2 separate regions of the Ovis aries genome follow, and region 2 is linked to region 1. Evidence: chromatin contacts called from public Hi-C data. All regions are on one chromosome and are shown on one strand. The core of a region is the stretch at or near the end of the contact, and the rest is flanking DNA. Distances in the headings are between cores, read along the strand shown. Region 1 overlaps LOC101122517 (phosphatidylcholine translocator ABCB4). Region 2 holds the start of CROT (carnitine O-octanoyltransferase).

Region 1 (2,989 bases), core at 341-2,840:
GGAGCAACTGGAGCTATAAGCATCCCACGAAAGAGAAGGCATACCTGGACCTCAACCACCAAACCAACACCCTTTAAATCTAATTTAATTTGGGTCACATACCCAATCCTGAACTAATAACTGGCTCAGGAGGATGCTGCCCTCTCCCTGGCTTTCGCCCCCAACCTTGGAGCTGAGGCCTGTTACACAAAGCTCATTGCTTCTGCACAATGCAAGATGTCACCTGTGATGTCCCTATGACATCCCTCTTTTTCTGATTGGTGGAAACAGTACTTCATCTTTATGAAGGCTTTCCAGAAGATGGCCTCTTAGGATCTGTACCCTTTGCAACTGATGGTCTGTTGGAGTTCGTGAGCCTCCCTCTTATACATGTGAAGCAAACAGGCTTTAAAATGACAAGAGTGTCCAAGGTTTATTTGCTCTTTAAACATTGCCTTCAGGAAAAAGTGTATGTGCCCCATAGCCTCTCCCCAAAGCAGAGCAATGGTGACTTGGTTCTGTGATGCTGAATCCATGTGGCCAGGAAAGGAGTGAGAGTTGAAAGGCACAGACAGAGACTAACCTGCAGAGCCTCCCAAGTGATGCATGAGACTACTTTGGGCACCTGATGCGAAGAGCCAACTCGTTCGATGCTGGATAAGATTAAGGACAGGAGGAGAAGGGGGCGATAGAGGACTAGATGGTTGCATGGCATCGTAGACTCAATAGACATGAGTATGAGCAAATTCTGGGAGATAGTAAACGACAGGGAGCCTGGCATGCTGCAGTCCATGGGGTCGCGAAAGAGTTGGACACGACTGAGCAACTAAACAATAACAACAATCTTGGGTTTATTGTAATGAAAGAGAGCAAATGTTAGCACAGGCATAAATCCCTGTCTCATGGTTCTGACCAGGAGGTTGAAGGCTGTAGCTCACAGGTCTGCAACTTAAAATACAGCTCCCTCTCTTCTTTTGCTCATCCAGGCCATTGGGACCAGGTTGGCTCTGATTGCACAGAATACAGCTAACCTTGGAACTGGTATTATTATAGCATTCATCTACGGTTGGCAATTAACCCTTTTGCTGCTATCAGTTGTTCCAATTATTGCTGTATCAGGAATTGTTGAAATGAAATTGCTGGCTGGAAATGCCAAAAGAGATAAAAAGGAACTGGAAACTGCTGGAAAGGTGGGTCAAATAAGGCTTCAGTTGATATAAGTATGGTTGTTAAGACATGGGTTTTATTTGATTGATTTGTTACAACATGCATATTTTGATAATGTTAGTGCTCCCGACAACTAATAGTGGTCAGCACTGAGTATGAAATACCTTACTGTGTCAATGCCTAGAACTTGAAAATGGGATAATTAATGTAAAATTTTAGTGTATAGAAAGTGCTATAATTCAGAAAATTTCTGAGTTTTCAGAGTTCGTTTTACCTTTTACTTTGTACACTGATGCCATTGTTAGGACAAAGGTTACCCCTGTTTTACAGACAAAGAGTCCTTAAGGCAGAGAAATATGTGTACTGTTCTAAGTAGACAGTCCTGTTCTCGGTTGTGATTTCTGTAGTTAAGTTAGGCAGCCACCAGAGGGCAGTAATGCTCAGATTTGTGATTCTAATTGTAACGGCAATTGGGCACACACTTAAACTTGGACCTTACTTTGAGCCAGTTATTGTTCTAAGTATTTATATGTCCCAACTCATCCTCACAAGAATCCTATGAGTCAAGTACTAATGTTTTGCCAATTTTACAAATGCGGAACTCAAGAAAGAAACAAGTTAAAGGCATGGCTCGGATTCAAATCCTGGTCTACTTCAAAGTTCTTTACCATATAGCCTCTTCATATAGGTTTAAATGTGTCTAAGCCTACATTTTATTTACACATACATGTATTTAAATGTTAAGTGTAGTCAACAACCAGGAATTTTTTTACCCTTACTTATGTAAATATTATGCTACATTGAAACATTAAGAGGTGAAGAAATAGTGAAAATTGTGATGTAGTTTCTATAGCACAGCATTTGCAAAGCCTTTTCACAGACAATACTGCTTAGGCCTTAATAGAGTTGTGGTTACTCGAGGTGGGGCAGATAGCATGTCTCGCTCATGGGAAAGAAGAGCAGTCAGCATAATTCCCAGACTTCAGCTCTCAGGTACCCAGAGTCCTGGAAGACCCTCTTGGCTGCTGGCTGTGGCTCCTTTATGGCGTCATTTCCTTGTTTTGTTTGTCGCCACTAAAAACCATGCCAGAGTGTTTGTTTCCTTTCTCCTGAACCCTACTGCTTTTCACATTTCAGAAGGGAAATTGTCAGTAGGTAGAGTGGAGATCATTTTTTCTTAGACCAGTTACATGGAAGAAAACATCTTGAATCTAGTTAATAGAGCCTTACTTCTGTTAAAAATGGCTAATGACACTGAAAGTTGCCAGAGTTTTCTGGCAGGAGCAGGGCTGTTAGAATGGAACAGCTTGGCAAACAAAACGCCATTCTTGATCATCTGTCCTGGCCTTATCGCTGCTCAGTATATCATACTGGAGATCCCTCACTTCTCTGGCCCTCAGTTTTCACTTATATAATGTGAGAAATTGTACCAGATAATGTCCCAGGTTCCTTTCTGCTACTACTCTGTCATTTCAGGGATCAGAGGATGAACAGCTCACGTTGACCAGTCTGAAATATTTTTAGTAGCTGCTTTAACCTAATAAGGGTTTTGTTTTTTTAATGAGAGGTTAAAAATTATAAATGTTAATTATCAGCAATTCAATCATATTTCAATTTGGTTTATTCTGTCAACTCCTTATTAACCCAAAATGAGGGTTAGAAAGGTCTTGGAATCTCTGCCCCCCGACCCTTGCCCTCCGCTCTTCTGCCACACCACTGTTTTTTTTGTTGTTGTTGTTCTTTGTTTGTTTGTTTTTTAAGTTTTCATTGACCTGTGTGCAGATTAGTCATGGTTTGGGAACATGGGGACTTGGGATAATTTCCCATTTTCATTTTCCAGAAG
Region 2 (2,989 bases), core at 159-2,658, 73 kb after region 1:
CAACCTCAGTGAATCTGAAGATGGATTCTCCCTCAGAAAGCCGGGACCAACAAATTCATTTCAGCTTTGTGAGACACTAAGCAGTGAACCCAGCTAAACCTACCCAAACTTTGCATCTATAGAGATGCCAGTTAATAAATTTGTTTTTTAACTGTTAGGTTTGTGATAAACTGTTATGAAGCAATAGGAAGCTAATACACCTATGTAGAAAAACAAACTATTCTCTGTATACATACGTGCCACTTACCCTCTAGGCATCTGAGACCACGACGATCAATTCCATACTCACTACGGTCTTAACTCAGCAAGAGGTACACAGTAAAAACGTGAATTATCAGATTCTTTCATGGAGGATTGTTCTGAACTCTCAATCACAAAGACTGAATAATACAATTCCAAAAAAACCTATAAATAAATGCTTTAGGAAAGTGATGATGCCGGACTTAATTACAGTGCCCACTGGGAGCAGTAAGATGAAACTCTGAGTACAAAACAGAATCAGGAAAAAGAAGTAAAAGGAATAGATTACCACATACCGGTAAACCAAGACGAGTTGTTTAGGACTGCCAAGTGCTTGTTGCAACAATTCTGTTCAGGAACCACAAGAGTGTGAACTGAGCTGGTGAACTGTGGGCAGGGCGAAAACAAGCTTAACAATTCCAGGAGTAAAAAATTAACAAAAACTAGTAAAAGAGGGTGGAAGACATACAACTAAAGGGATGGGAGGAGCCAAGTCTCATCCCTTCGGAACTCACAGCAAACACGCAAAAAGTCCATCTGCCAGAAAGCTGCTGCTAAGTCGCTTCAGTCGTGCCCAACTCTGTGCGATCCCATAGATCCCACCAGGCTCCCCCGTCCCTGGGATTCTCCAGGCAAGAACACTGGAGTGAGTTGCCATTTCCTTTCCTTAGCCAGAAAGCTAGATAAAAATTACTACACGGATTAACTAGGTTAACTACTAGGACAACCCCACTCCCTTCCGTTAGATAAGCCCCCGATAACAGTGTACCTCCCGGTGCCCAGGGGCCTGGTGCTGGCGATTTATCGCAGGGCTGCAAGTTCAAAGCCTGGCTCCAGAGACAGGAGGAGAGGGCGACGAGAGCTCGGAGACGACCCCCACCACCACAAAGGCAGCTCCGCACACTCTAAAAACCACCAGGTGACAGCAATCTAACGAAGCACCACCACGGACCAGCCCAGCGGCCCAACTTCAGGAGTACCTCTCAGACTCGGGCCAGCGACATGCCCGAAGTCACCTCCGCCGAGTCCTGTCACCTCTGCTGCTCTACACCATTTAACTCTGTCCTTAACTTCTCCCCACCCCCAAAATATTAGGGGAGAGAGGGAGGGAGCGCAAACTCCGCCAGCCAAACAGTCCCGAGCCCCTGCTGCACCGGCCTGCTCCGCTCAAGCCCAGAAGAGCGCGAATTGGACGGAACGCCGCGACGGTCCCGCCCCGCGGTCACCGGGAAGCGGGGATTGGTTGGCATGCCCTGGGGGCCCGCCCGGTCCTTGAAGGCGCGGAGGGCAGGCGGGGTCTGCGCTTTCTCGCGACCTGGCCACGCCTCTCTCGGGCTTTCCAGGTCAGCTGCCCGCCACCGACAGGCCTGGCGGGCGGGCCGTAAGGGCCGCAGTCCGAACCCAGCCTGCCAGTAACTGCTTGCAGCCGGTGGACCACAGCGCCTCACTCGGGACGTGGCTGGAGCTGAGGGCGGGCTGCGCTCCGCTCAGGAGCTGACTTTCTGGAACCGGTATAAAAACAAACGGCCTATTTTCACGCAAGCTGTGGAGGTGCAAGCTCGCCGCGCTGTTCCTCTTCTAGCTCCAGCTCCTACTTAGTAGCCGCTCTTCCCAAAGTGAAGAACTCCTCGTCACTTTTTGTAACTCCCAAGTGAGAATTTATACCAGTGCCTTAAGGAGGAATACTATCGTTCCCTCCATGTCCTACCAAGAGAACAGTAACCACATAAATCCCCACTTGGTCTCTCTTTTGCTTCATCCACTGAGGCTGAAATTTGCCCAGCTAGACATCCTGCAGCACTGGGCTGTCAGAGCTTCCTTACCCTCCCACAGGTCTCCCTGCTGCCCGAGGACCTTGCAGCGCGCAGGGACTCACACTGCAAGCTTCAGGGTGACCTGATACCTTCTACTGTCGCACCAAGAAATGAGTTTTCAACCAGAGGGAACTAGGCAAGTGCTAGAGAAAGATCATAATACAATTAACATAGCTTCACAAGCAAATCTATTTTACATTTACTCCTGGAAATACACTGTTTCAGTTTTCATTTTAAATACATTTTCATTTTTGTGAAAGAAAAGGCCAATAGTTTACAGTGACTGTGAAATGGATATCATATAAATAACTGGATTTCAAATTAACATGTCTGTCCCAGGTCCCAATCTTTTCCTAACTTTGTAAAATGTGACCAGAAGGAAACTGAGGATACAAATGAGTATTTGTAAGTTTGCTGCAAAAATACGAATAAGTTTGGTTGCAGTGCATCTTCTGTGCTTGCTAGTGGTGTTACATAATATGTGGCAGACACACTTTTCTGATAAATGTTCTGAATTCTGAAACCTGTCAGGCCAAATAAGGTTTCAGACAAGGGATTATAAAGTTGTAGTAATTTGTGAAGATGTGGGGAAAAAAATTTCACTCATAATATTTAGATGCTATGTTCTAGATAACGTTAAACTTGGCTTGCAAGGATGTGGGGAAAGAAACTATCATAGTATTTACATGTTATGTTCTGGATAATGTTAAAATTGGTTTGCAAGATATTATTCTTAAACACAATTTTTAAAATAGTCAAAAATAAACTTCAGAGTATTTTTTTCTCTTCCCTAGTAAATTTTGGTACCTCTTACAGTTTTTGCATATCTAATGTCTGAGGGTGCTATAGAATTTAGGGTCGCTTAGCTTCAGTGCCGCCTAATCTTGTTAATTTAAAGGGAAACACAATATTTCTGTAAAGATTCCTGGATTCTT

Evidence for each region. Hi-C and Micro-C count contacts between places; a contact is called where the count stands out from the background.
Region 2: a contact with region 1 is called in a Hi-C map of liver, with 4 times the contacts expected there. The contact joins the promoter of CROT here to the enhancer-like site in region 1. A contact is called at or near these places in 3 of 16 Hi-C or Micro-C datasets (hypothalamus, liver and tail adipose tissue).

Annotation. Positions count from the first base shown.
Region 1 is chr4:34,392,586-34,395,574 of ARS-UI_Ramb_v3.0, forward strand. It overlaps LOC101122517 (phosphatidylcholine translocator ABCB4), which reads left to right. Exons shown (of 29, transcript XM_060414577.1): 22 at 966-1,169. Among named protein-coding and RNA genes, the nearest start is that of CROT, 73 kb to the right of the region's middle. Within about 2 kb of position 1,591, at least 5 of the 54 cell types and tissues checked have an H3K27ac peak or open chromatin away from gene starts, as enhancers often do. A contact at or near this core is called in liver, where this site is marked.
Region 2 is chr4:34,465,776-34,468,764 of ARS-UI_Ramb_v3.0, forward strand. It overlaps CROT (carnitine O-octanoyltransferase), which reads right to left and starts at 1,409. Exons shown (of 19, transcript XM_060414583.1): 1 at 1,221-1,409; 2 at 756-866; 3 at 537-627.